Linked DNA regions of Mus musculus: all the other regions are linked to region 1. A link is a contact called in public HiChIP or PLAC-seq and promoter capture Hi-C data. All regions are on one chromosome and are shown on one strand. Each heading gives the region's core, a stretch centred on a gene start, on an enhancer-like site or on the middle of the called end of the contact. The rest is flanking DNA. Distances are from core to core; before and after follow the strand shown.

The links. Promoter capture Hi-C pulls out the DNA fragments that hold promoters and counts their contacts. HiChIP or PLAC-seq counts read pairs in DNA pulled down with a chosen protein or histone mark.
Region 2: a contact with region 1 is called in an H3K4me3 HiChIP or PLAC-seq map of bone marrow-derived macrophages, with 6 times the contacts expected there. The contact joins the enhancer-like site here to the promoter of Cdc42bpb in region 1. A contact is called at or near these places in 1 of 484 Hi-C or Micro-C datasets (rod photoreceptor) and 4 of 115 datasets of contacts at active chromatin or transcription factors (bone marrow-derived macrophages, embryonic forebrain, embryonic stem cells and 1 more).
Region 3: a promoter capture Hi-C map of liver shows a contact between it and region 1, with 2.4 times the contacts expected there. The contact joins the promoter of Dync1h1 here to the promoter of Cdc42bpb in region 1. A contact is called at or near these places in 2 of 39 promoter capture datasets (both in liver) and 2 of 115 datasets of contacts at active chromatin or transcription factors (astrocytes and microglia).
Region 4: a contact with region 1 is called in a promoter capture Hi-C map of cranial neural crest. The contact joins the promoter of Kif26a here to the promoter of Cdc42bpb in region 1. A contact is called at or near these places in 2 of 39 promoter capture datasets (cranial neural crest and pre-B cells).
Region 5: a contact with region 1 is called in a promoter capture Hi-C map of liver, with 3 times the contacts expected there. The contact joins the promoter of Aspg here to the promoter of Cdc42bpb in region 1. A contact is called at or near these places in 2 of 39 promoter capture datasets (liver and pre-B cells).
Region 6: a promoter capture Hi-C map of liver shows a contact between it and region 1, with 4 times the contacts expected there. The contact joins the promoter of Hsp90aa1 here to the promoter of Cdc42bpb in region 1. A contact is called at or near these places in 3 of 39 promoter capture datasets (the 3T3-L1 cell line and liver) and 2 of 115 datasets of contacts at active chromatin or transcription factors (pancreatic cancer cells and trophoblast stem cells).
Region 7: an HNF4G HiChIP or PLAC-seq map of pancreatic cancer cells shows a contact between it and region 1. The contact joins the promoter of Wdr20 here to the promoter of Cdc42bpb in region 1. A contact is called at or near these places in 3 of 39 promoter capture datasets (liver and stem cell-derived epiblast-like cells), 2 of 484 Hi-C or Micro-C datasets (embryonic stem cells and muscle stem cells) and 2 of 115 datasets of contacts at active chromatin or transcription factors (embryonic stem cells and pancreatic cancer cells).

Annotation. Positions count from the first base shown.
Region 1 is chr12:111,375,689-111,379,717 of GRCm38.p6, forward strand. It overlaps Cdc42bpb (CDC42 binding protein kinase beta), which reads right to left and starts at 2,030. Exons shown (of 37, transcript NM_183016.2): 1 at 1,409-2,030. The coding sequence starts at 1,583.
Region 2 is chr12:110,434,990-110,439,018 of GRCm38.p6, forward strand. No RefSeq gene overlaps it. Among named protein-coding and RNA genes, the nearest start is that of Ppp2r5c, 10 kb to the right of the region's middle. Within about 2 kb of position 1,927, at least 72 of the 459 cell types and tissues checked have an H3K27ac peak or open chromatin away from gene starts, as enhancers often do. A contact at or near this core is called in bone marrow-derived macrophages and rod photoreceptor, where this site is marked.
Region 3 is chr12:110,599,204-110,603,232 of GRCm38.p6, forward strand. It overlaps Dync1h1 (dynein cytoplasmic 1 heavy chain 1), which reads left to right and starts at 2,192. Exons shown (of 77, transcript NM_030238.2): 1 at 2,192-2,651. The coding sequence starts at 2,402. It overlaps Gm35558 (a long non-coding RNA gene), which reads right to left. Exons shown (of 2, transcript XR_381950.4): 1 at 1,550-4,029; 2 at 1-1,161.
Region 4 is chr12:112,144,195-112,148,223 of GRCm38.p6, forward strand. It overlaps Kif26a (kinesin family member 26A), which reads left to right and starts at 2,014. Exons shown (of 16, transcript NM_001097621.1): 1 at 2,014-2,212; 2 at 2,520-2,762. The coding sequence starts at 2,171.
Region 5 is chr12:112,105,019-112,109,047 of GRCm38.p6, forward strand. It overlaps Aspg (asparaginase), which reads left to right and starts at 1,665. Exons shown (of 15, transcript NM_001081169.1): 1 at 1,665-1,955. The coding sequence starts at 1,874.
Region 6 is chr12:110,694,456-110,698,484 of GRCm38.p6, forward strand. Hsp90aa1 (heat shock protein 90, alpha (cytosolic), class A member 1) reads right to left here and starts at 1,940. Exons shown (of 11, transcript NM_010480.5): 1 at 1,797-1,940; 2 at 1,064-1,225; 3 at 597-963; 4 at 116-249. The coding sequence starts at 1,225.
Region 7 is chr12:110,736,146-110,740,174 of GRCm38.p6, forward strand. Wdr20 (WD repeat domain 20) reads left to right here and starts at 1,855. Exons shown (of 3, transcript NM_027149.4): 1 at 1,855-2,132. The coding sequence starts at 1,884.

The DNA of each region.
Region 1 (4,029 bases), core at 780-3,279:
AGGTCAAATATTACAAAATCTGCCCTCCCTCTCCTCAAGCAGAGCAGAGCGACGTATCTATCCCTCGCGCAGGGCACCCAGCTGAACCTGACTGCGGAACTGCCTCGATCGCAAGATCCAGTGCTAAGAATGGCAAACCCAATGTTGAGAAGTCTCAGATTGCAGCGTGCACTAAAGACCTCACTTTCAAAGCAACTCTGTGAAATCAGTTCACTATCCAACTGGAAATCGTGTCACTGCTAAGTCTCCGGAGAGCCAGTGCTCTCAAGGAAGGGCTCAGTCCTCTGTGTGACCAAGAGCAGAGAGAGGCCCCTCACAACAAAGCCCCCACACCTCCCCTAGCTGCTCTCAAGCAGCTGCAGCAACATCTCACGGAATAGCAACCAGGCAGAAGCCCTCTAAAACTGAGGGACAATGAAGTTCTACACACAGCTCTAGATTTCGGTTAGAGGAGGAGGCCTGCATGTGGAACACATTTGTTTCCTCCTGTAAATATCAACCTTATCTGTCCGGAAGATTAGAAATGACTGGTTCAAACTGCACAGTCTTAGCCCAATGACGAAAGCAACCAAGGACAAGATTTACAGAGCTGGACCTGAACCTAAATCACACTTCCTCCTCCTTAGTCCTTGTGAGGGAACTGAGGGTCTTAAGGGGAAATTACTGTCCGGGTTGGTTGAAACCTTACACTGTAGCCTGTCTTGAGAACTGTCAATGAATGACTTAATCAAGCATTCGTCCTAATAAAGCACAATAGATCATCCGATCTATGATTACTGCATTAGATCCCTAGATGAACCGAATACCCAAGATCAGATGTATAAGTTTTTAAGTGACAGTTCTAGCTGTCACACACACCCCGAAATATCACCAGTCTGACACGGTTACAATTAGGGAGTCGGGGGTTGGGGGTGTTGGGGGAGGGTTCTTGTATTTTATATAAAACCTTTAACAGTTAAAAACTGCTCGGACGTGCTAAAAGAAAGGGATATTCAAGCCGTGGACATCAAGGGGAGGTGGACAGGCTGTCACCTGGGTGGAGTCCTAGGGGCTGGGCTGTGGAACGAAGCCTTCGGAAGGCCCACCGAGCAGGGGCGGGTGGTGAGGAGGTGCAAAAGGCACAGAGGCTGCCCTCCCACCCGGTAGAGTCTAGGGCTAGGAGGGGTAGCTCCAGGCTCGACTCTGGACCCCAAAGGCTAGTCCGGGGCGGGGGCAGGGCGGATATCCCAGGGAGCGCTGCAGGAAATGATATCCAGACTGGGAGGGTGGGTCTAGGAAGCGGCCAGGGCGATGGCCGGGAGTGGGGGGAGTGCAAACGGAGGATGTGGCTCCGGAGCGCAGAACCAGGGAGGCCCGGCGCGGGTGCGAGCAGTGAGAGGCGCAGGGGGGCGAGCGGCACCTTACTCACCCCACTCGAGGAACTCCGCCACATACTTGTCGCGGCGCAGCGCCGAGTGGCTGCACTCGGTGTAAAGGCACACCAGCACGTCCAGCAGCGTCTCCACGCTCAGGGCGCTATCGTTGCGCCACGGCCCGTCCAGGAGCAGCTGCTCCAGCTTCTTGAGCCGCACCTTGGCCGACATGGTGCCGCGCGGCCCGCTCCCCACGCGCCGGCCTCTCTCCGTCCGTGCGCCCCGGCGTCAGAGCCAGCACTCCCCGGCCCGGCGGCCGCGCACCCCGGCGTCCAGTAGCCGCACAGTCCTTGTCGTCGCAGCCCGGCCTAGGCCGACATCTTGGGCTCCGTCCCGGCGGCACCGAGTCTGGGGCACCGGGCCCCGCGGGTCCATGGGCCGGTCTCCTCCCCTAGGCGCCGCCCGCACGCCGTCCCCGCCCTCGGCGCCTGGCCGCGCCCTCGCGCGCGCCGTCACCGACCCGGACCGCGGCGGAGCCCAGCACCGCGTACACCCGGCCGGCGCCCGAGCCCCGACCTCAGCCCGGCCAGCCGCCCAGCCCGCGACCTGCAAGCCAACCAGGGCGCGGCCAGCGCGGCGCAGCCAACCACCGCGGGGCCGATCGCCGCCGCGCTGACCTCAGCGCGACGCCCCGCCCTCGGCCCGCGGCGATCCTCCGCTCTTTGGGCCTCGCGGTTCGCCGTAGGGACGGTGTGGGGCGGGGTACCCAGTGCGAAACCGAGATTGCGGGTGGCGCACGCGCACAGGAGCGCGGGCGGGGCGCCCAGCCGCGCTGTGTGCGCCCTGGGTCCCATAGTTCGGCTCTGTTCCCGATCCTCGGGACCGACCCTCGTGGCCTAGCGAGGCAGCTGTCCGGCGCGACCCCCGGGTCATTACTGCTGGGTTTCGGTTGAGCTCGTCTGAGCTGTGAACCGACAGTGCTCTGGGTCCCAGTGCGCACGGGAGACGCGGGCGGGGCACCTGCCGGGAGGCTCCGGGGTCCGCTGGACGCGCGCTCCCCACTGGGCACGCGCCGCTGGGGATGCGCAGTGCCCTGTCTCATCGGTTCAGAGTCTACCCCGTGACTGATTATTAGGGTGTCGACCTGGTGGGGAGTAGACTGTTGTCTCCAGGCGAGTCGCCGCTTTCACTCAGTTGGACGGCTCAGAAGGTTGATGTAAAACATCCCTTATGACATCCCCAACCTCCGCAGAGGAGGAGCCCTTTGTGGACCCCAAGGTTGCTTCAAAAGAATGGGGGCTTGTGGTGCAGCAGAGGCGGGGCAGGTGGGGTTTGGAAGCCGGAAGCTGAGAGGAGCCTGAGGCAAAGCGCAGGGTGGAAAGCCGAATGGCGACTCCAGCAGGAAGCGACTGAAGAGTCCCTGCCTGCTGGGAATGATGTATGACTTGGTTGGGGTTACGAAGCACACACATAAGCCTCCAAACTGCCCTCAAAATTCACGCGCGTCAGTATGTGTGTGTATCTAACTTAGTTTTTAAGACGCAGGCAAAATAGCCCGGTATTGTAGGTTGGATAGAGCGAACCCTTGTCAGATCTTTATTATTGTGAAGGAATCTATACACATATAAAGTATATTCACGAGTTACTGCATGTGTGTGATGCCCAGTTGTTTAAACTTAAAAATTAAAGCCCAAGAGAATCATCCTACCCAAAACTAAAGTCTGAGCAGCCAACTGCATTTTTTTTTCCTTGACAGCCCTCTTGCTTTTTCTTTGTCCCGTAAGCTTGCCCACGAGAGTGTCTTCTTTGGCTGGCCCTGTCACACTTCCAGCCACTCCCAACGGACAACTCTGAGTCCCTTCTCTGATTGCATGCTGCTGGACTATTTAATCCCTCCAAATTAGGACTTTGCCCTTGCACCCCGGTACCAGTCTGAGGTGCCCAACCCAACTGCCTTCAGTGCGTCTGCTCATCCCAGATCTGTTTCCGCACTGCCTTTTAGGACGCCGTCCACCCCTGGGACAGATCAGACCCAGGTGTACTCTGTAAGCTTCCTTTGAACTTGAAACAGTGAGTATACTTGCGTGGTGGCACATGCCTTTAATCTCAGCACTCGGGAGGCAGAGGCAGGCGGATCTCTGAGTTCGAGGCCAGCCTGGTTTACAAAGTGAGTTCCAGGACAGCCAAGGCTATACAGAGAAAACCCTGTCTCTGAGAAAGAAAGAAAGAAAGAAAGAAAGAAAGAAAGAAAGAAAGAAAGAAAGAAAGAAAGAAAGAAAGCTTTCTGTAGTCAATTTCCTCTTGTGCATTTTAGTCAGTTTGGGAAAGGATTTGAGTTGCCACCCGGGAAGCCCTTTGCTCACTTGCCCTGTTCATAACTACTTTTACTTTGGTGCCTGCTTTTGGAGCATGAGGGCTAATATTTTAGAAAACAGAAAGTCTGTGACCAACAAGTTGAAGGGTGAGAGGCTTGGGTGCTGGCTCTTGCCTGAGGAAGCCTAGCTATGTATCTTCTATGTATGGCATCCATGAGAGCCCACCATGTCCTTACAGTAAACAGCTTTTAGATCAACACGCCAACCCTACTCCAAGCTAGCCTATCCCAACACCTCAAAATGTTCACAACACAGTCACTTCAAGCCACAAGCAAAGACTTGGTCCAGAGTTGGGGACAGGT
Region 2 (4,029 bases), core at 677-3,176, 940 kb before region 1:
GAAAGGGGAACACACCATGCTGAGGTAAAATGAGTCTCAACACTGTGTGGACTTCGTGACACTCCTGAGAAGGACTATAGCACAAGACGTCACAAATGACAACGCTGCTTTGCCCTTTGCCCTTAGCCACGACGAATGATTTCGGAGGCCAAGTGTCTCTGTAAAAGTCCCCTGGGCATATGCTCCCTTCGTCTTCACGCCACTGTGCGTCTCCAGGAGCTGAAGAAACTGTAATAAAGTCATCGCTGGCTGAAGCATCCCGACCTTTGAGAGGAGAGGAGGGGCACGTTTCTAGGTGCCAGGGAGACACAGAACACACTTGCTAAGTAGCCCAGATCTTATAGGCGTATAGGAAGGAGCCGGCCTGACATTCCAGTCCCACCATTATCTAATGAGTGACCACAGCAGACTCGGTGCTAGGCTGGGTAAAGCTGAAGGTCCCCATAAGGGTGAGAGATTGATGGCGGACTGAGACTCATCAAGAGCCACCTTTGCTCCTTCATCCTCACAGCTACCTGTAAAGAAGTTGCTTAAGAGGCTTACTTGGCACCCAAGAAGTTTACTTGGTATCTTAGTTGGTGTTTCACTGCTGTGAACAACAGACACCATGACCAAGGCAACTCTTATAAGGACAACATTTAATTGGGGCTGGCTTACAGGTTCAGAGCCATTATCATCAAGGCAGGAGCATGGCAGCATCCAGGCAGGCATGGTGCAGGAGATGCTGAGAGTTTTACATCTTCATCTGAAGTCTACTGGCAGATAGATACTGGCTTCCAGGCAGCTAGGATGAGGGTCTTATAGACCACACCCACAGTGATACACCTACTCCAACAAGGCCACACCTAGTAGTGCCACTCCCTGGCAAACCATCACACTTAGGTACCAGGATTACAGCTGTGGGATACTGTGCCCAGTCCCTAACTTCTTGTTGGTGACCTCTGAGAGCCTGCCCTTAGTGCATCTTCCTGTACCTTTCTGTCACTGACTGCCTTGGGAACCGGTGAGGCTTCTGAGCCCCAAGGGCATTAAGCAAACAAGACCCAGCTAGGTCTTCAGTCAAAACAAGAATGGGAAGGACTGGGGAGATGGCTCAGTGGTTAAAGCACTTGCCACACGGGCACAAGGACCAGATTCAAATCCCTGGAACCCACATAATTGCTGGGGGATGGAGGAGGGGGGCATGACAGCTGCCTGTAAGTAGTCCCAGCTTTGGAAAGCAAAGATGGGATCCTTGTAACCCCCTCTGACCAGCAAGACGAGCTGAACCAGCTCTGAGTTCTGAGTTCAACTGAGAGACCCCAAGTGAATGAGTAAGATGGAAGAGTGATGCAGGTGATTTCTGACATCAGTCTTGCACCTCGGTGTGCAGGAGCATGCACACGCACACGTGTGCAAACACGTGCAAACATACACACACTGAAGATACAAGGAGTGGACGAGTGGGTGAAAGCGGCTCTAGTGTCAACAGCACTGAGGGACACTCCAAGGAGTCCACACTCACTGACCAGAGCTAGTGGAATGTCTGACATCCTGTTCCTACCTAGAATTTTATTTGGAATAGCACAGCTCAGGGAAGCCACAAAAACTTAGCCTGAACAACGTCCATCTACAGTAAAATTGAAAGAGAAAGTTACAATGGCACGTGTTCCATCTTGAACATTTTCCTAGGTGGAGACAATGGAAAGGCCCACTCAGTACCTCTCCCCCACAACTGGGATGCTGGCACATACTCAAGGCAGTCTCTCTGTGACTCCCCAGACCAGGAGGGGACAGGAAGGTCGGTGTGAAGCACGTGCAGCCAGCTTCAAGTCCACCCAGGTGGAGAATTTCCTCCTAAAGTCCGTGGTCAAGGTTCTGACTTCTGCCTCACTGCTGTCTTGACACTCGGTGACCACAGGAGACGAGTTACATCACTTCCCTTCTGCCTGAGTGTAGAGCAGGGTTTCTACACTGCAGTACAGCTGACTTTGGGGCTGGGAGGACACTTCCTGGTGGGGCCGTCCTGCAGACTGTGGGAAGCTGCTGGGTGACCCTGGCCTCTATCCACGGAAGGGTAACAGCAACTCACATGCCCAGTTGTGGCAACCTGAAATATCTCCAGACATTGCCCAATGGACCTCAGGGGGCAAAGGTGTCCATCCTAAGAGCCATTCCTTTAAAGAGCTTGAGACTGAGTCCACACATAAACCGGAGCCTGCCAGTTCCAAATGTGGCAGTTTGCCATAGCCTCCCCACTGGCCCCAGACTACTCTCTACCCAAAGGCCCCCCTTGAGGCCCAGTTCCAGTCTTTTAGCCATGCTTTAGGCCCTGAACAAGAAGCTTCAGGAAACGCCCTCCTGGGCTCTCTCTGGCTCAGGCTAGCTTAGGACCAAGGGATACCCTGGGAAGGGAGAAGACAGGGGAAGCAAGGGCTACAGTAGGGCCATTTGCCCGGACTGCCCACCACACTTGATTCTGACTGCCCTACTTGCCAAGCCCGGCAGCCCTCACTGCCCAGCAGGTGGCACCTGTGACTGGCAGCACTGCACACTCCTCCATCCCCCGATGCGTTTGACCCATGCAGGCCTGTATCCACCATCCCTTCATTAACTTATTCCCAATTAAACCCGTGTGACTCTGCCATCTGTTTCCTGCCTGTTAAAACCAGTAACGGCGAACTTGGGGTGAGCAGTGAAATCTCCCTTTCCCTGGAGGGGAGCCCTTGAACATGGCTCTTTCTCATGGCTTCCCATCGGACAAGCTTTCTGCTACCCTCACTTCAGCTGCACCCCGCTTCTGCAGTCTTCTAATCTGGGGTGCTAATGAGCTTAAGGTGTCCTTTCTCCACCTCGGGTTATTTCTGTCCACTTCATCTTCTCCGCTGGACTTAGGGATTTGGGAGAAGAGCAGGAAGGGATTGTATGTATCTTACTCTGTTTACCTGAAAACATTTTTTTTGGTTTCCCATTTTTTTCATCAACACCCGAACACACATCTTTATTATGGTAGTTCTGGGACCAGTCTATGAGACCCCCAGCTTTTAGGAGTCCCTGGGCTTTATCCTTTTGGTTTTCAGGGTCTTTCCCCGAAGCCCGTACCTGCATCTCTGAGTGCTGTGAATCCCTGTCCATTCCAGACAACCCCTGGCCTGGGAGGACCTGATAGTATGGAGAGGGAGGCCTACAGTTCCCTCAGGGGGTAGGGAGAGCTAGAGTGCCCTTGCAGGCTGGAGAAGACAATTGCCAATAGGAGTAGCCTGGGAAGCAGGGCAAACCCTCACTTGCTTTCTTTCTTTCTTTCTTTCTTTCTTTCTTTCTTTCTTTATTTATTTATTTTATTTTATTTTATTTTATTTTTTTTGGTTTTCGAGACAGTGTTTCTCTGTATATTCTTGGCTGTCCTGGAACTCACTCTGTTCGCACTCAGCACCTCCCCAGCTGACATCATCCTGTGCCTTGAAAAGTTCTTTTCTGCTTCTATCCATCTCCTGCCCACCGAGGTTCACAGAAGTGCACACAGGAACACTGGCCCCTTTCCTCCTGGGTTCTGCCTCTCTGCTTCCTAAGCAAGACCACAGGGAGGCGTCTGTGACACTCATTACTGTCTGTGACCAAAGGTGTCGCTCTAATTACATGCCAGCCTTCCTTTCTAGACCAGCCTTGACCTTAGTCCACACCCCTTTCAACACCCTTGCTTCAGGTATCTTCTAAGATGCAAAAGAGTGGTGGGTGACAAAACTTTTCCTGGGGAAACAGCAGACACACATACTCACCCCAGATAGGGAGCCTGTCACAGACCAAAGGACAGATACTCCAAAGTCCTACCTGGTGAGCTAGTGAGTTTTATTGGGGTTACTTACAAGAATATGGGTGAGAGGTCACTTATAGGATCAGGAATGACTCAAAGACAGCTGATCACCAAAGCTCACCCCAGCATGGGTGACAGCTCACAAGGCTGGAACCTAGAGCGCACTGCACAGCCTGCAGCTTGGAGAGTGTCCTGTCCAGGTGCCACAGTTGGTCCAAACCTCTTCTAGGCAGCTTAGG
Region 3 (4,029 bases), core at 942-3,441, 780 kb before region 1:
GCTCAAGTTTGAAGTCAGCATGTACTACATACATGCTGAGTACCAGGCCAATCAGGGCTACATGACAAGACCTTGAAAAACAAAAGTCCAATATGGAATTCAGAGAAGGGGTATTTGGAAACACAGCCTGGAGGTGCTGGTTTGACAGTGGTCCCACTGAGAGATTGTGTGCTCTCTAGGGCTTGAGAGAGGGGGCAGAATACAGAGAATGAGCCTGACACGGTATCTCAACAGCACGTCATATGGTATTTTAAAGAGATGTTGGGAATGCGCAAGACCTCTACACAGTGTATCACAAATTTATGACAAAGTTGTATGTACTCTAGCCGCCACCAGCATCCCTCATCAGGAAAGAAATGCTCTTCCCAGCTCCTCTCAACACTTGAAAGCAGATGCTTTCACAGACAGGAGACTAGAAAGGCCGGGTCCCCACCCAAGATTGGCTGCGTCCTATGCCACGAAGCAGAAGGGCATCTTCAGCCAAGCTCAGCTTCCTCGTTAGCCCTGTCTCAGCCTGGCCAGCCTCTAGGATGGTGCCCTTAGAAATCTCAGCAGCCTGTGTGCAGCAGGTCTGTTCTTACTATATTAAAAAACAAAAACAGAATGTTTATTGAAAAAGCACACAGGTTTGATCCACTTGTAAATCCTTGTAAACAAATCATTTCTGTCTTCTTTGGAATGATAATAATCCAAAGTCTGAGCCTGCTATCTGTCCCCTGGCGTGGAGCCAGGTTGCAGATGAGTGAGTCCTCGGATAACTGAATGACTGCATTTCCCAGGTGCTGACTCACAGTGCAGCCAGTGTGCAATCAGCCCCACACCCACTAAGTCCCTGCAGGTTTCAGAATCTCCGGTCTTTTGTCCTTGTTCCTATCTCTGCAGGATAGGCAGAGGGAAACACTAACACAGCACCTAGTGTCAGGTGGACATTCAGTATTGATCACTGCCAGTACGCCAGCAATTCCACAGTAGCAATTCACCACAGTAGCTTTGGGTCTGTCCTCTCACCTCTGCAAGATTATTTATGACACATTACACCAGGGTGGGCTGATGGAGGGAGAATGGGGATATTTATCTGTTTTCTCTCTCTCTGTCTCTCTGTCTCTCTCTCTGTCTGGCTTCTAGAAGAATCTTCGGGCCTCCATCAGCAGCCTCTGGGACCTGGCACAGGACAATTGTGCAAGGAATAAGCATATTGTAGGGCTTCCCGTATTCCAAAGATGATTTGGGAGAATCAAGTCATACCACCATCATCCCACCAATCAGGACTCAGCTTTCTAACTCGGCATTATTATATTTTTAAAGATCATTTTGGCTTAGTTCCCTCTACCCAATTGAACAGGCAAGTTATGACCTGAACTTTCAAAGGCCAGTTACTAACCCTAAGAAAGTAAGCAAAGAGATTCTGCCCTTCTTGTCCTCCGTGTATGGGAGGAGGGGTGATGGGTCAGATGCAGGGAAACTTAGGAGCAATCTGAGCCCCTGCCTCCTGCCGATCCAGATTCCCGAACCCACAGAGCGGTGGGTGCTGCAGGTATGGGGAGCTTACCGTTGTCAGTGGATTCACTCATGCGTCCTTCTCTTACATCACCCTCGCTTGGTAAATGACACTGTGTTCAGAAGCCAGGTCCCATCGTAGCTTGATGTTCCTACTATCCAGGTTTCTTTTAGCCTACCGTTAGACTGCACTGCAGTTGCTGCTCCACCCATACCTAACCTTCCCTTCCTCAGACGCCAGTTCCTCAGCTAAAATCATCTCCCTTCCACTCTCTCCCTATCCAGTTTAGCGAAGTCATTGTGGGCATGCCCCTCATCTCCTCTGAAAAAACGTCCTCATCTTCCCAATGTGTATCTAATAACGACTGGGCAGTTGGGACTCCAGACTCCATTCATTCAACGGGAGAACTCAGGTTATTAATAGCAATGTCGGGCAGAGGATGAACTCTCACTAAATGTCAATTCTCGTCAATGCATCCTTAAAACACTATTTATGAAGCCTGAGGGGCTGGCTCTGTGATATTCTCTGCCACCTGGCAATGAAGACAGACGCGGTTCCTGGACCACTTTTGCGCAGAGTAATGGGTCCCGCCCTGCCCTCCGACTACAAGTCCCAAAAGGCCACGCGGCGCCGCACATAGCCCCGCCTCCAGTCGCATGCGTAACGTCGCGACGCCGACCGCGAGCGGGCGCCGGTGGCTGCAGCCAGCGGGCGGGGCGGGGCCGGCGGGAGCGGCGGCCTTTAGGGCGGAGCCGGCTCCGCTGTCCGCAGTCGGCCGCGGGTTAGCGGGCAGAGCGTCTCCTGTCGCCGGTTCCCCTCGCTCACTGCTCTCTCGTGCCGGAGGCCGCTCCTCTCGGCTCTCGCTCTCTCTCTTTCTATCTCTCTCCCTTCCGTGGATCCGCCATGTCGGAGCCGGGCGGCGGCGAGGACGGCTCGGCCGGCCTGGAGGTGTCGGCGGTGCAGAATGTGGCGGACGTGGCGGTGCTGCAGAAGCACCTGCGTAAGCTGGTGCCGCTGCTGCTGGAGGACGGCGGCGACGCGCCGGCTGCGCTGGAGGCGGCGCTGGAGGAGAAGAGCGCCCTGGAGCAGATGCGCAAGTTCCTGTCAGACCCGCAGGTCCACACGGTCCTGGTGGAGCGCTCCACCCTCAAAGGTGCGCGGCGCCCCCTCCCCGGTCGCGTGGAGCAGCTAGGGTGCCCGGACCGCCAGCGCCCGCACAGTGGGGTCGCTTTGTCTCCGCGGCTTCTCAAGATGGCCGAGTTGGGTGGAGACAGCGTCTCCCGGTCCCGGCTGGGCACAGGGCCGCATCCCTGCCTCCAGAGTCACATGAGCTTTTTTGGTTTCGATTCGTATCCAAGCTTAGCTCGCTTTGGGAAGAGTGTGTCTAGGACAGCCTAGGTGCTGGCCCTTGGGTGGGCTCGGGGACCGGTGGGTTGGCGGGAGCCGGAGTGGGCAGGCCCTGGTCACCCAGCATCTCTGCTGTCTGCGGCTGCCTACGCGTAGGCCTCCATTGGCCTCGCAGCATCATTGTTGAGTGGGTGTATCTCCCAGTTTTACAAACCAGGAAACTGAGTCCCGTGGCTGGTCCAAGGTCACCAGCTAAAATACAGGACCTTGAGATTAGACTCAGCATATCAGTTTCCAGTCCAAATTGCTTGTTTTGCTGATCATGGCTTGAAATTGTTGCTTAGATGACCCTAATGACAGCTCTGTGACATTTAAGTCTGATTTCAAAGACTTAAGAACTGTTGCTTACCTAGTTGGGGAAGGAGGCAAAGAAGCTGACATGTTCCCGTTGTGTCCTCCAGCAGAGACTCTCACAACATCCCTAGATTGATCTGGAATAGGGGGCTTGCTTGCAGGACTCCTTCCTTCTTGAGGCTTTAAAACCACTTTGTAGCATCTGGGGAACTTGTATGACATGCTGGCGAATGGGTGTGGCATTTCCCTAGGAACCCAGATGTGCTGTTTAAAAGTAAAATAGCCCTTAGGGATTGAAGATGGACTGAGAATATTTGCTAGCAAGTTCCCTAGAGTTCCAAAGGCTGTGTGGTTCCGTTAGAAAACCAGAGTGGCTGTCCTTTCGATAGTTTGTATCGCTTTAAGGCTATTCTTAATTACAAAATGTTCACACAGCCTTGGTTTGGGCCTGCAGTTAGAAGATAGCAGAATATTTTTCTTCAATCTACACACAATGTCTAAAGCATTAGGATGCTATTAGTGCCTGGCTAGTGTTAGTGTGACTGAAGATGGTTTCCTTTACATTGGAGTTTGTATTTATTCCTGCGTGGAAATCTATTTTTGTCCAAAAGACCATGTAACTGTAGAAAATTTGAAACATATCTGAAATGAAAGTCATCTGGAACCCTGCCCCAGCAGGGCCCTGTGAGCCCTTTGATCCCTACTTGCTCTTTTGCGGGGTATGTGAAAATACATTTTATTAAAATACATTTTTAACCTATGTTTTTAACGATTTTGAGTAGTTTGGCCCTAGCTAATTCTTTTATATTCTTTGTTGCACAGTTTGTGTA
Region 4 (4,029 bases), core at 764-3,263, 770 kb after region 1:
GGCGCTGCCGGGGTCCCCCGAGCCGCCCCGCGGCGCGCCCCGAAAGGTTCCAAGCCTGCTAGAGATGGGGTCGCTCTGCCTGGACTCAGACATCATCCTGGGTTTCACCAGTCACCTCCTGCGGCGGCGAGGCAAGGTGAGAGCTCGCGGGGCCGGGCTGGCAGTGGTGACGCCGTCCCGCGACTTTGCTGCGCAGCACCGCGAAAACGCGGCAGGTCCCGGGCGGAGACCTGTATCTGCACTTTCCCGAGCTGATGCCGCTTGATTCTCCCTCTCTAGTCGAGGCTACGCTGGAACCCGAGCCTTGAGCAGCGATCTTCCACGGAGGAGAGCGTAGCGCAGAGATCGCGGTTATCTCACCTTGCAGGGATGGGCGAGGAAAAAGCCTAGGGGGAGGTGATCTGAGTTCTGAGATCATTCTGGTTGCTTGGTGCATCCCGGGGTCTTGTGGAGCTGTGTTTTTGTGTCCTCTGGGAACTCGAACGTAGAGTATGCTTCCCGAAGAACCGCGCTGGTGCGGGGAAGTGAAGTTGCGGGTGTGGCCCATCATGAGCGCAGGCCCTGGGTTCCGGGTGATGCTTCTCGGTGTGCGTGTGAGGAGTATGTGTGCGTGTGTGTAAGTCGATAACAATGTATGAGCCTCCTGGGCCCCGGGTGTTTGTTTCAGTGCGGTAGAGGGGCGGGCGGGGTGACGCTGTTTGTAGTGCTTGCAGGGGTGGACTGAGGAGGGTGGTGCCTGAGGCTACCCGGATCCCATGGTGGGCCGTCGCCTGCCTGTCTTCCCTTCGCAAGGCTGAGAAGGGCCTGGAGGCTTGGGGGTTGCAGAAAGTGGGGAGCCCGTTCCCAGTTTATTCATGACTTCCTGTCGTGTTTACAGACTCTTTTAAGTCGTAGATGACCTGGAAAACCGGATCTTCATCCCACTCTTGGCCAATAGTGCGTAGGAGTGGAGGGCTAAGTAAGCAGGGTCCAGGTGGGGAAAGGAGAGGTCGTTTGACAGACCTTATACCGTGCGAAGGTCTGACTGCTCTGGGGATGTCCGACCAGGGTCTTTCCTTGAATCACCCTGGCTCAGCTGTCCTAAGTCTCAGCCTCAAGCGGAAAGCTCTGCGCTCAGAACGCGTGGTGTCCTGTCTCTGCGCCCTCGAAACCTGTGCTCACTACGGCCGGCAGGTGGCGCTTGTGTCACGGGGAGCCACGCCGCAGATCCCGCCTGGCTCCTATCTGGGGTTTCGGGTTGATCCAGAGCTTGGGCCGGAGTCCCCCGCGACCTCAGAAGGTGGTGACATTTGGGGTCTGACTTGGGCGAGAGCAACAACTGGTCGCTGGGGAAGGAGGGAGACCTCCGGGTCGGAGACAAACAGGCAATTAATTCCGGAGCTAACTCCCCATCTGCCAGGCCGGCAGACAACAGGTCCGGCACACCCCCAGGGCCAAGCCGCAGCGCTTCCTCCCACTTCGCAGGCGGCTCAGTGTGCAATCCATTTTAAGGCACAGGCGCGGCTGCAAGGACACTTCGAGACAGTTCGTAGCCCCTCACTGCACTTCTTGAAACACGACCCTCATCCATGAGAGACAGTTGGCGCCAAAGCATGGCCAGACACACTCAAGTGCTCTGGGTGTTCTGGGGAAGCCGTTGGCCCGGGTCCAGCCCCTTTCATTACCCCCCATCCCCCCACCCCCACCCGCTTTCGTGCTGTGCGATCTTGGGCAAAAGCTTCAGTTTTCCCGCTCGCAAAGTGATGAGAGTGTTGGGTGCCTCCCAGGAGGCGCACTCCATCCTCGCTCAGGAGAGACAGAGGCGCATGCGTGCGCGTAACTTGTGTCTCGGCAGCCCCCACCGCCCCTCCCGCATCAACACTCAACTAACAGGTTGGGGGTCCTAGCAGTAGGCGGGGCCGCAAGGAGGAGCGGGACCCCCGCCCACTTGGCTCTGCTCAGGATGGGGGCGGCGCTCTGGCGTCCCGCCCCCTTCCCTCCCCCTACAAGCTTTGGCCCGCCCCCGCCCAGCCTGTCCCGGAGCAAGCCGGTCGCGTCCACAGCGTGCTCTCCGCCACTCGCCTGCTCTGCCAACTTCAGAGCAGCAGGCCTGGCCATGGGGGTGCCCCTGGGCCGGATCACGTAGCCACTGTACCCCGAGAGCCAACGTATCCCTTCCTGCGACCGTGCCATGGTCGGCCGCGGCGCCTCCTTGTGTGCGGTGCAGCCCGCGGTACGCAAGGCCCTGCTAGGAGCGGGCGGCTGGGCTCGACGGGCACCGGGTTCAGAGCCCAGGACAACGATGATGCTAGCGGGGTGTACAGCGCCCTCTAGGGGTGGGGCGCGGAGCGGGACGGGGCCCCGAGCGTCGGGCTGGGGCTTCTTCTTCAGGGACTCCTGGCGTTGCATCCAGGGCCCTAACTTTTGTGCGAGCGTGGCTTTAGGGGCGTGAGCGACTGGGTCTGGAGTCGGCCGCGTGGAGTCCCGCAGTGGCGCCGCGCGAAGGTTTGGGCTTACTGTCCCATCTCCAACCCCCGCAGGTGGCTGAGTGCGGCCCGGCTCGAGAGACCCCGCCACTTGAGGTATCCCCGCGCAAGAGGCTGCCCGCCGGGCTCGATCAAGACCCATGCAGCAGCCGCCCTGCTCCGGAGGGCGCCGGGGCCAGCGCTGAGCAGAGCCACTCGGCCGGTGGGGGCGGGTGGTGCCGCCACTGCCACACGAAGCTCGTGGAGCTAAAACGACAGGCGTGGAAGTTGGTCAGCGGGCCCGGGACTCCTCTCCGGGTAAGTGACCCCTCTTCAGGCCATATCTCAAACAGGGAAGGGCTGGAACTTGGGAATCTTTGGGGCTGGGGCTTGGAGCGTGGCGAGTTCATCGTGCCCCCACCCCCACCCCGTGCCATAGTCTGCAAGAGTGTGTGTTGGTGCACCTCACCCTAGGAGGCCTGCTGCGTGTCATAGGGGGTTGGGTAAATTTCTTTCCTAGCCACAGATGTCCCACAGCTGGAATCAGTCTGTGTTTGGGAGGGGTAGAAAAGGGGAAGACGGGACCTCACTCCCAGGGCAGGGCTTGTCATGGTGAGGCACTTTGGGCATCTGGACATTGGCATGCCTGTATAGAGAGGGCATAAAAGGTGAGAGAGTGGGCCCCTTTCTGCACCCGGGGGCCGTGCATCATTGTCCCATACCTACTCAGTGTCTGTTATGGGCCTGTGCCCTGCCCTGGCTCTCTGCCTCTGGGGCCCAGGCCTTCCGTGTGGGTAATGACTCTTGAGCCTCGGGGTTTCCCAGGCTGCAGCATGGCAGGCAGGCGCTGGTGGGAGAGGAGTCTACTGGGCTTTCCGGCCAGTCTTGCCAGGCATGTAAAGAACTGGAGTATTGTTCCAGGGAACAATGGTCTCTGGAAGTGTGCAATGCAGGGGTGTGGGGGGTCTCCACAGGAAGCTGCTTCTAACCTTCAGCCTTGGTGAACAGTCCTTGGGAAGCGCCTGTAGTCCCCATCCTGTCCCAGTACCTCTAAGGAGTGCTGTGGTTAGGAGGAGACCCTGGGTTTCCTTTGGGTTGGGTCAGATATGGTGGATGCCAGTCAGGTGTGTCTATGCTGGGCTCCTTTCCAGGTCCCCTGGCTTGTCTGTGGCGGGGATGTTAACAGCCTCTCAGACCAGCTAGATCTGTGGACCCGAATGGGATGGGATGGCTGACCATGGGTGTTGTTTGGCTTTTGCCAATGGCCTTTGCTGAGCCCTGGATCTTAGAAAGCCTTGAGGATCTCAGAGAGGGTCCTTGGGATATTCTCCCGAGGTCCTTCAGGAAGCAAGCTGATCTAGGAGCCGAGCTGCCTCCCCCTCTGACTGTGCTGCCGCCCAGGACCTGGCCGACTGGATGGAGTCCTAGTAAAGGAAAAGCTGCGGTCATAGTAGTGAACTGGTGGGGTTGGGGGCCGTCAATGGAGGTCTGTGGTCTCCTGCACACACTGCTGCCCCTCTCCACGTTCCTGTGTGTGGCTTTTGGCGTAAGCTGCTCCTCCGCCCTACCAGTTAAGGCTTACTTG
Region 5 (4,029 bases), core at 415-2,914, 730 kb after region 1:
GTTGACAAGAGAGCTAGCGTTTGCCTCCCACGCCAAGCTTCAGCACGACACACATTCCCGACAGGCTCGCTGCTCACCTCCCTCTCAACACCATGGTCCTCCGCCTACACGCAGTGTCCCCCACTCCCCGATGCCCACCTGTCTTCCACTCGTCCTTGCATCTGGTAGCAGAGGTCGGGTTAGGACAAACCAGCTTATGCACCCTGCAGGCTGTTCACTGTAAGGATCTCAAGTGTCCCCTGGTCTCCCTCCTGAGCCAGTGACCCCACCCCGTGAGTGCTCTTGTGTTTTAAGTTAGAGCTTCTATTGCTGTGAGAAACACCATGCCCTAAGGTAACTAGGGAGGAAAGGGTTAATTTGGCTTATGCTTCCACAACTTAGACTGCCACAAGGCAGGATCCTGGAGGCAGGAACTGACGCAGAAGCTATGGAGGAGTGCTGCTTACAGGCTTGCTCCTCATGGCTTTCTCAACCTGCTTTCTTATGTACCCCCAGGACCTCCTGCCTAAGAGTGGTACTACCCACGGTGGGTGGCCCCTCCCACACCAGTTGTATGGAAGCCTTTTCTCAGTTGAGGTTCCCTCTTCCCAAATGACTAGCTTGTGTCAAGTTGGCAAATACCAGCCAGTGTTGTTCTAGCCTTAGACCTGGGTACCTGCTCATACTGCCTGACATGTTTGTCCCATTCTGCCCTGACTCTGTCACCATGGCAGCTCTACACGGAGACCTTGGTCACCTGTGGAAGCACTATCACCTTCTTTGTGCCCTGTTTACAGCCGCTACTGTCCCCACCATAGCATTTAACCCCTTGCCATCCTGTCTCTGGAGGGCAAACTCAAGAAGAACAAGAGCTGAGTTCCCTGAACAAGAACTTGACCGCTGACTCCTCCTGGTTCCTTCGTGGCTTTAGCTTCTGAGCTGGGATATCAGCAGAGATGGCCTGCTCCTAGTCAGACTTGGTATTCTGGGTTTGTAAGTCAAATTGTGTTAACAGGGTGGGGTCTGTCCTGGGTGACAGATCAGTATTGAAGGAGATGCACAAGGGGATAAGTAGGGTCTCCAGGGGTGCTATTATAGGTTGGATTTGGGTGTTCAAAAAACAGAGAGACTAAAGACATAGCAAAACATCATGTCCCCACCCCCACCCCCACCCCACGAGGTTCAATTAGGCTCTGAACCTGTGCCACTGAGATCTTTAACTCTCAACCTCTGGGCCTGAGCTCCCAGCAAGTAATCAGGGCAGGGGATCGCTGCCCACCATCCCTTTTGAGACAGCCCCACCTTTGCCTAAAGTAGTCTGGAGGGGACATTTCTGGGGAGGGGACATTTCTGGAGATGGTGCTCAGTTCCCTCTGAAGGGCTGGGTCTGCTCCAAGTTCAGGAACACAGTAGGTGTGCTATCTCTGCATCAGGATCTCCTAGCTCTTAAGACCCTGCTCCTGCATTTCCCTGCCCTCCTGGTGCCTCTAGATCACAAGTGAGACCGGACCCTCAGAGACTCAAGGAGTTTGTGGAGAGTGTCTAGACTGGGACTGGAGAGTGGCCCTGACTGGGCATTCTGGAGGTCCCTGGCCTGAGTTAGGTAAGGCAAACCCAGAAAACCCGCCCCTTTTTGAGGCCCCACCCTCCTATGGTCTCAGCCCATCCCTAGCAGACATTCTTCCTGCCCTTTACAAGAGTCCAAGTGTCCCGCTCTCTACTTTGAAGGTGACTCCTCCTCCACACCCCGAGGTCCAGCCTACCTTGGATCTTCAATTCCCACCAACCAGAGGAGCCCCAGACCTCCAGTAAGCCCCACCCTGCAGTCCCCTCCGCTTCCCGGTCTTGTTTTCCCTTTGGCTCTGTCCCCACTGAGGAGCCAGCTGTCTCAGCCATGGCGCGTGCTATGGGACCAGAGCGGCGGCTGCTGGCCATTTACACTGGCGGCACCATCGGCATGCGGAGCGAAGGCGGAGGTAAGTCTGTGTCCCCACGCCCTAAGCAGAACAACCTCAGGGCTGGGCCACTGGGAACTCTGGGGCTGTCTCTTGAAAGGGGAGAAAGGACCCTTTCTCCTCTGGGAGCTCTGGTGGCTGGAGCCCCGGCCCTAGAAAGGGTGAGGGGCAGAGTAAATGTTCCTGACCTGAAGTTATCTATCCCTGAAGCCATGAGACTCATGGGGGGAGGAGGGACCATGGAAGGCTGCTCTGTTCTGTGCCTGGGGCGCTGGGAAGGATGCTGGAACATTCCACACCTTCTAGCCTATGAAAGCCCTTAGGGTGAGCTAGCTTCCTCTGAGGGACTAACACTGCCTCAGGCAGAGCTGCTTGCCTGCTCTCTCCCTGCAGAGAACCTTTAGTTTTCCTAAACTGAGGGCCAAGCTGGTTGCTCAAGGAGCTTGGGCACCAGGGTCAGGGGCTTGGAAGTCTGTCCTCTGACACATTCTGCTGCCTCTGGTCGAGACAACCTGGGGAATGCCCCCCGGGGACACCCCACTAGCAGGTGAGGTCGTGGCCAATTTGCTTAGCCTTCACTGGACTGATGACAAAGCAACAGCACCCATTAAGAAGCTGAACGCTAGCGGGTCAGTTACTGCAGTGGGCACCGTGTGTGCTGTTGGGTTGTAGTGGGGCCACTCTCTGAGGGCTCCTTTGAGAACACAGGCTCCTGGAAGGAGTGGCTGCTGGGCTGAGGAAGAAGTGTGGCCAGACCAGGACGTGCAGTGTGAGGAAAGGAGAGAGGAACCCAGCACACAGCTTAGAGAGGAGGCTTCAGAACTGCCTAGAACAGGGACTGGCCCTATGCACCGGGACCTTGTCCCACCTGGACTCTTCCCCTCTCGGCTTGACACTTGGGCGACTTCAGTCCTGTTGAACCTAATTGGTGTGGCCCAAGCTAAGGGACCAGTGGACTCTGCGCACAGTCCCACCTGTGGTGACACTGTGCCTCGTGCCCCTTGGATGTCCCCGTGTGTGCTACAGTGGAAGAACATGATGGGTCAGGAAAGTGCAATGAATCCTTGAAGGCCCAGGTCAGTAAGGTGTGGGTTTTCAGATGGGTGAAGGTCTTCTAGGCCCCTTACGAACCCCCCGGGGATATGCAAGCCCTGGGAAGAGACGGAGGCCAACAGGCATCTGCCTGGTTTAGAAGCTCCTTCCTCAGGGTGGCAGACACACCACCCAAGGAGATCAAAATGGCAGCAGGCTTCAGACCCCAGGACAGTACGGTTCTAAGCTGAGGGCTCTGCTCCCCAGACCAGCTTATCCAGAAACCCATCCCAGGCCCTCATGGGATCCCACGGCCTACAGCTTCTGACCCTTTCCACTTTTTTTTTTTTTTCCGAGACAGGGTTTCTCTGTATAGCCGTAGCTGTCCTGGAATTCACTCTGTAGACCAGGCTGGCCTCGAACTCAGAAATCCGCCTGCCTCTGCCTGTGCTGGGATTAAGGGCGTGTGCCACCACTGTCACTCTTTAGAGCAATTTTTGGGAGCCTTGGGCTTAGTCCTCTGGGAACAAGGGAGAACTAGAAAAGAGATGTGGCTTTTGATGGCCTCGAGGGGGATCTACACACACAAATGGGCAGTCAGTGCTAGGTCTTAGAGCCTTGGGCCTGCCTCATGTGTGGCAGATAGGAATGGGCACCTTAACTTTCTAAAAAAGGGAGATTTTCATTTCTGGAAATGAGGCAGAACCCAAAGCAAGGCAAACTGGGTAAAGCCTAAGCCTGGAACCTGGGGCTCAGGCAATGTCGCAGCCCTGTGTGCCCTGCTATGAGGTTGCTGAACTGTGGGCTGCAGGCCCTGCCTGTCCTGGATGGCCCCACTGGCATGAATGATTAACCAGCGTGGCCCCACTTTATGTGGGTCCTGGCCCCTTGTGAGTGGGAGTGGTGGCTTCCGCTACAGAGAAGCTGTTTATATTGTCGCTGTTGTAACAGCTCGTGTACCTTCTGGTAAACAGTGCCCAACACTGGGTGGGGAGTCCTGCCAAGGCAGGAGAGGGCAGAGGTGACCTTATGCCTCACCTCTCCACCACCCCTTTCAGGGCTC
Region 6 (4,029 bases), core at 690-3,189, 680 kb before region 1:
TTCAGATACCACCTTTCCAAACAGGCTAATCTGTCTAGTACAACACCAGGTTCACAGAACTCTAAACAGCCTCAGTTATCTCAATTATATGAAATTTACCCTGTAGGTAACTTACAAAGAGAGTAATGGGATAGCCAATGAACTGAGAATGCTTCTTCACGATCTCCTTTATTCTCCTTTCCTCCAAATACTCTGTTTGGTCTTCTTTCAGATGCAAGATAACCTTTGTTCCACGACCCATTGGTTCACCTGGAAAAGAAAAGGGCAATGGTTACTATTCAAAGCCTCCATGCTTGCTGGAGGTTTCCTAGCAGCTAACCTTCCCCACAAATGCAAAGGTCTCCAAAGCTTTAACTTCCTTGCCCAAGATGTACAACTGAGCAAACAGCCATACATTTTTCCTATTTCCTAGCCCAGGTCCTGAAGCTCCCTTTAGATTAACAATTTTGTTGAAAAGCTCAGGACTTAGCACTAAGGCTATGTATGCCAGACTGCTCTTTAACTCTTCAACTCTCCAAGTTAACCCTCTCAAGCACTTACTGAAGTTAACCAGACACCCCCTACAATTGAATACATTCCTTTTGGCCTATGCCTACCTGTGTCAGTCCTCACTGTGAAGGATCCCCCAGCTGAGGACTCCCAGGCATACTGCTCATCGTCGTTATGCTTCGTGATGACAGTCACTTTCTCAGCAACCAAATAGGCAGAGTAAAAACCAACACCAAACTGGCCAATCATAGAGATATCTGCACCAGCCTGCAAAGCCTCCATGAAGGCTTTGGTGCCCGACTTGGCAATGGTGCCAAGGTTATTGATCAAGTCGGCCTTGGTCATTCCAATCCCGGTATCCACAATGGTCAGGGTTCGGTCCTGTTTGCTGGGAATGAGATTGATGTGCAGCTCCTTCCCCGAGTCCAGTTTACTGGGGTCCGTCAGGCTCTCGTAACGGATTTTATCCAGAGCCTATTAAGAAAAGATTAAAAATGAAAAAACCGTCAAGCGCAAACCCCAAGGTGAAATTTTCAGGGAAAGCAACGTCCAATCCTCCAAGTGGTATACTCACGTCCGATGAATTGGAGATGAGCTCCCTCAGAAAGATCTCTTTGTTCGAGTAGAAGGTATTGATGATCAAGGACATTAACTGGGCAATTTCTGCCTGAAAGGCAAAGGTCTCGACCTCCTCCTCCTCCATTGGTTGGTCTTGGGTCTGGGTTTCCTCAGGCATCTGGAACACAGAGGACGACTCTAAAGCCTCACAGAATGGCTGCAGGCGTGCTAACGACCGCCCCTCCTCTATAGAGGTCTCTTACCGACTCTATTTTGGACTAAGAAAGGGACGAAATAGAAAAGGGCGACGGGGCGGGGGGTGGATGACAAAGGGATGACCTCATTTCAGAATGCGGTAATTACGAAGCGCATGTGCGCGCCTCCGGGAGGACGTTCGGACCCGGGCGGCTCCACGCACGCCGTTCCTAACGGCCACCCTCCCCCAACCCGCCGCTATGGCGCCTCCCTCGCCCGCCCGCGCCTCGGCGGCACCGGCGACAGCCCAACCCTCGCTTCGCTCGCCCCGCGCCCGCCTCGCCGCCGCCACCGCTCCTCCTCGGCGGCCATTGCCGCATCCCCGGCCTGGGGCGTAGATATGAGGCCCGCCTGGGGCCTAGGGTCGGAAGCCATGGCCGCCCACCTCCGCGGGCTGAGGGAACTCGGATGGTGGCCCCGCTGCCGCCGCGGCGCCAGCAACCTACGGCCCTGCTCCCCAAGCCCCCGCTAAGTCCGCCTGCGCCATCACTCACCGTGGCTGAATGAACACGCACGAGACGTGACGCTCCGCACCAGGACACTGAAGCAACTGGCGCGCCGCCCCCTGCGCCGGCCTTATATAGAGGCGGGCCCGCCCAGCGCGCGGCGCTTCTTTCCAGAAGCCTCCGGAACCTTCCGGAAGAACCCTCCCCAACCGTCGCCTCGGCCGCGCGCCCGCGCCTGCGCAATGGACGGGCCCCGCCCCTCCACCTGGAGCGCGCCGAACCCGCGCGGAGAACGAACGCAAGCCCCTCCTCCACAGCCAGGTGCTCTGCACATGCGCAGTCCGGAACGCTCGGCGGGCCGGGCGCCTTCCCGGGCCGCACGCGCGCGCGCGGACGGGCCGGCCAGCGCATGCGCCTGAAGCCTCCATGTGAGCCCTGTGGTCTAAGGCTTCTTTTCCCCGGCGCTCTGTAAAAGGGACGTCCCCATGGGAACGCGCGCGTGTTGTGTGAACCTCGCGGTCCTCTGCGGCGCTTTAGGTCCTTGCAGGCAAAAGGTCCCCCTTCGGGCTCCCTTTGGGAACGCGGACCCCGCAGGAGGCGAGTCCCGCCCCCCCCCTGGCTTCCACCTTGATGGGTGGGGCGCCTCCCGGACTGGGGTTCTGGTTGCGTAGTCTGAATTTCAGGGCTGACCCCGCTGGAGTGTGTTCTGAAGCCTTACAGTGGGCTTACTGAGAGACCTTACACGGTGGGTCTTACAAATCCGTCCAGAGTGCTTGGGGATTTCTCTTTGACCAAAAGCTATGACCCTCAAATTGGGCGTTGTGAGGGATTTTGTATCAAATTTGTGCTACCTTAATTTACTGTAATTTTGGGGCTGGAAAGATGGCTCTTCCAGTAAAGGTGCTTGGGTTTGATATCTGCCACCCAGAGCGTGGGAAAAAAAGCTAGCCTTCAGCGCTGTGTCTCCCACGTGCCCATACACACACACACTCGCACAGTGTGAAAATAAGTGTAAAGGACTAGAGAGATGGCTGGGAGCAGTTAGTGGTGCCAAACACGCACGTTAAGGCAGCTCACAACCACCAGTTACTACAGTTCTTGGAAATAAACTATCCTCTCTGGCCTCCACGGGCACCAGGAACACACATGGTGCACAGGCACACGCAGTCAAAAAATGGTCATATAAAACACTCTATCCTGATTTTTGAAGCACCTTCATATGGTGTACATACGAAGTTACTTTGGGCGATTAACGTGACCCAAAAGATAGTTTCCTTGTTTGTTTATCTTTAATATAGGCTTCGGTTTCACTCCCCATACCTTTCCTTTGGGTTACTCCCACCCTGTATTTCCTATTTCCGCATCTTTTCCTGCTGACAAAACGATTACTAAGATTAGAAAGAAAAGGGCTGGAGAGATAGCTCAGTGGTTAAAAGCATGGACTGGTCTTCCAGAGGACCCAGGTTCAATTCCCAACACCCACAAGGCAGCTCACAGCTGTCCATAACTCCAATATCTGACACCTTCACACAAACATACATGTAGGCAAAACACCAATACACATAAAATAATAAATAAAAGCTTAGAAAGAAAAGAAGCCGGGAAAGAGGAAGCCAGGCAGTGGTGGCATAAGCCTTTTTAATCCAAGCACTCGGGAGGGAGTCAGAGGCAGGTGGATTTCTGAGTTTGATGACAGCCTGGTCTACAGGGTGAGTTCCAGGACAACCAGGGAAACCCTGTCTGGGGGAGTTGGGGGGAAGAAAGAAGAAAGAATGTGCTCTGTGGACAAAAACACAGCAGGCAATTTCCTCTGGGAGAGGAAGAAAGTCACCCATCTCCATCTCGCCCTCCCTCCAGGGAACGAGGCCCTTTCCCAGCAGCTGAGGAAAGACCTCTGGCCCCCCTCTCTGAACTGAGTGGGGGCATTAAGTAGAAACAGTTTTCTTTTTTGAGGTATTAGCTTTTTTTATACAGGATCACATTTTGCAACCCCTTGCTATGCAGAGCAGGCTGGCCCTGAATTCACATAGATCTGCCTGCTCCTGTTGAGGTGTGTATCATCGTCCCCAGCTGTACTCTCCAGGGCCACTCCTTTTCCCTAAGACTGGCCTTTTGTGTTGGGTGCCAGGACTATTAGGTGTTGATTTTTAATTGTTTGCATAAAAACCACAAGTCAAGCTCCAAGCTGTTAGGATCTCTACCCTAGAAGGGACTTTTGCTTTTTAGTTTTGGTTTTGTGGTCTCCACACCAGGAATGAACCCAAGGCTACCTATGTGATAC
Region 7 (4,029 bases), core at 605-3,104, 640 kb before region 1:
ATACTTTTTTTTCAGTTTTTGCTGGCTGAGGTGTCCCCTCCCAAAGTATATTTTCCCCCATTAACTAGAAATTCAAACTGAATTCTTTTTAGATAATTCAGGCTGTTATTTATCCTTCAAGATGACCATTATAAACATGTTTTTGGTACAAAATAGCATAGCTATGGGAGCTTGGGATTATCCACTGAACACCCCCTAGTATTTTTAAGAGTTGTGATCCATATTTGCATTTTATGGAAAAGACAAATTTGCATTCATAGGAAAAGACAAATAACAACAAAATGAAATTTAAAGTGCATTCTAGGGATGTATTAAGAAGACTTTTAAAGTCAGGTGATGGTGGCACATGCCTTTGATCCAGAACTCAAAAAAACACCAAAAGAAAAAAAAAAAAACCACCAAAAAAAAAAAAAAAAAAGGATTTTAAAGCTGGGTGTGTGGTTCATGCCATTAAGCCCAGCACTTGGTAGTTAAAGACAGATGGATTTCTGAGTTGGAGCCTAATCTCTGGTTGAGTTCCAGGACAGCCAGGGCTATTTAGTGAAATACAGTATCAAAAACAAAAACAACAAAAAAAGGATTTACTGTAGTGCTTTTTTTTTTTTCTTTTGCCAGTTCTACAGGATGTTAGTCAAATGCCTTATTACATCACTGGCACAGTTTCTACTGTGTCTGTACTTGCTTCCCACTACATAAAATGGCTATGATTTATACTTCTTTAGAACACTCCCCCTTGTGTACAATTAATTTTTGTGAGGTTGGAGTCTCGGTCTGTGGGCTCGGGTAGCAGCCTCCCAGCTCCGGGCTCAGGCATTCCTTCTGTCTGGAAGCACAGGTGCCCACAGTGTACTGGGCTCGCTCTACAGACAGGATTTCTCAGGGATAGGTCATTCTTCGTGTAACATTTTCTCCGCTCTAGAATTCTATTTTAACGTTTATCACTTTAGAAGCCTTTGTATTCCAGTGCACACACCCAGAAATCGAAGCATCAAATGGTGACTGTTAGGTCCTACTTTAATGTGTGCGCTTGCCTTCACCTAATACTTTGTACAGGATATTCAGCACAACTCGATGGTTCTCCTGGCAAACAACTTCAGGTTCCGTTTGAGGCTTTAAGAAAATCAATTAGCTTAACCTTTATTAAGAGGCACAGGAGACAGAAGTTCCGACAGAACCTACTTTCTCAAGAACAAGCCAATGCTCACCAGGAAGGTTTCAGGTGAGACTTGAAAACACAAGTCCTGTACATTCATGCGGTTCTTCCCACCCCGCCTACAAAACCCAACCCAACCCAACCAAACCAAACCAAACCAAACCCTGAGCTGTAATAAAGCCCAATCCATCGATATCTTCTGTGAGACGTAGAGGGGCTTGTCACCAGGCATCGGTACCCCGCACCCAAGCGGACCGTCGGAGTCCTCCCTAGCTTCCCAGGGAGGATCGCGGACAGCTGGGACATACACGTCCAAACACCGGACTTCACTGCTCGCCTCAGGCTCTGCCGGGACCACCAGCTGGCCAAGGCCAACGCGGTGGCGTCTCTTAGGGATCGGGTCCCTCAGCGAAGCTGCAGAGCGAGACAGGAGCCCCGCACCAACGCTCAGCGCGCTCGCTTCGACCCGCACCAGGAGGGCGGCACCCAGGGGAGGAGCTTGCGCACGCCCCTCCGGGTGGAGCGCGCCAGGTGAGCGCGCGTGCGCAGTTGGACCATTAAAAACTAGCCCGCCCCCTTCGCTTCGGCCCGCCTTCGTGGGGGCTGGCTCGCCAGTGGGCGGGGCCGCGGAGAAGGGGGTGGGGAGTGGAGAAAGCGAGCGGCCGAGGACGGCGCCTGCGCGGTGGGCGTGATCCGGGCACTTAGGGCAGGATGAACGCTGCTTTCCAAGATGGCGACGGAGGGAGGAGGGAAGGAGATGAACGAGATTAAGACCCAATTCACCACCCGGGAAGGTCTGTACAAGCTGCTGCAGCACTCGGAGTACAGCCGGCCCAACCGGGTGCCCTTCAACTCGCAGGGATCCAACCCTGTCCGCGTCTCCTTCGTAAACCTCAACGACCAGTCTGGCAACGGCGACCGCCTCTGCTTCAATGTGGGCCGGGAGCTCTACTTCTATATCTACAAGGGGGTCCGCAAGGTACCGACCCGGGCGTCACCGGGGGCGCGCCGGCGGCGCGGGCCGAGGCCGGGAGCTGGGCGGTGACAGCGAGGCCGGGGTGACCGGTGGGGGCGGCCGGCACTTGTACTTTTGAGTGGGCCGGTAACTCCGCTGAGGTGCTCCGGAGGAGAGGGGGCTTCGGGAGTGAGGCGCCGGCGGCAGCGCTGCCTCCTAGGGGAGGAGGGGGCTCTGGAGCCGGGTCGCGGAGATGCCCCGGGAGTAGCCGGTCGCCTCCTCCCCCGGCGGGGTCTGTCAGGTTCCGATCCCGCCCGGGAGCGGGCCTGCGAGTCCCCGGAAGAGGTGCGGCGGCCGTTTTAGGTGGCCTCGCTTCCCGGGAGGCTCGAGAGTCCTGCCCTGGGTGAGAGAACCGGGACGCGAGGCGGCTTGGAAAGGTCCGTAAGGCGGAACCGGGACAGGGAGGCGGAGGACTTGGAGACTAGGTCAGAAAGGACCTGCTCGGCACGCAGGGCTACTCCACCTGCTGCCGCACTGACACTTCTCCTGGTGTCAGCACTGTTTCCAAAAACCTTTCCGGGAGGTCGCCTGTCATTGTCTCCGCGGAGGGAACCGTCTCCCGAAAGGTTTTTGAAGAGGGTCATTCTGTCCCTTGCAGTGTAAGAGGGCTGAGTACTCAAGACTAGGGAGGTTGGAATTATGTTTTCAAATAGGCTAAGTTGCTTCAGAGGTGTTGTGTGTGAGCGTGCCTAGATTTATCTTGTCTAACGAGTCAGGCTATGTCCCAAACAGGGAGGGATAGGCCTTAAATGCTACTTTAAAGTAACCAGCCAAGAACTTAACAGTAATTCTGTGACGCATGCAATCGAGTTTTAAAATGTCTCGTTAAAAGCAGCAATTTATTGGCGCTTTTATTTTATTTTATTTTTTTATTTTTTGGTCACTGGCAAGAATTGCTTATTTTAACTTTTGACCATTGAGAGAGTAAGGAAATGTATGCACTCCATAGCACCTCCAACGGAATGTGACAAGGTGATGGAAGATTCACTTATAAATGTTCAGTTAGTGGGAAAGTACGTTGTCCATATTGAAGAGGACGTGTTCCCAGGGATGGCTATATCCAAAGTCAGCTGCTGTTTATGTTGCACTGTACGGTTAGGAGGACAAGGGAAGGAATGATGGTGTGCAAACGTAAGCTTGTTTCTTTGGTCCAAGGTGAATCTTCTGACTTGTCTTTATTCTTGTCAGTGAACTCCCGAAGCGTTTGGAAATAGCTGGTTGACTCTCCTCTCTCGGGGTTGGGAAAGTATCCAGTGGTTTGAAGAGTAGGAACTGAAGTTTTAGTGCAGTTCCCAACCCTGTTACTGACTCACTGCTGGCTGACCTTGGATACCTGGGAAACTTTCCTTTGCACTTCTTTAAAAAGGGAGGCTGCAGTGCACATGTTATAATTCGTAATAGCTGTGATGGCCATTAGAGTCCTGACACACTCAGGAGATGTAAATTAGAGTTAAAGCAAGCATTGAGAGGAACTGCCGTCTCAACATTCCTGCTCTGACTGAAATACCAGATTTTTCTCTGGAAATAAATGTAAGCTTATATTATCAACACCTACATTTGGGGGCTGGAGCAAAGGCTCAGCGGTGAAGAACCTGTACTGTTCTTGCAGAGGACTCCAGTTCAGTTCCTAAAACCCATGTTAGGCTGCTCACAGCTACCTGTAACCCCAGCTCCAGGGAATTGGATGTCCTTTTCTGGGTTCTGGAGACCCACTTACAGCTTACACAAATAAGTTTAAAAAATAAAAGAAATCTTAGAAAAATTGTAATTAGACCCTACCATGGTTGTGCATACTTGCAATCCTAGCACTCAAATTGTGATTTTTGTGGCCAGCCAGGACTATAGTTGGTAAGTTCAGGGC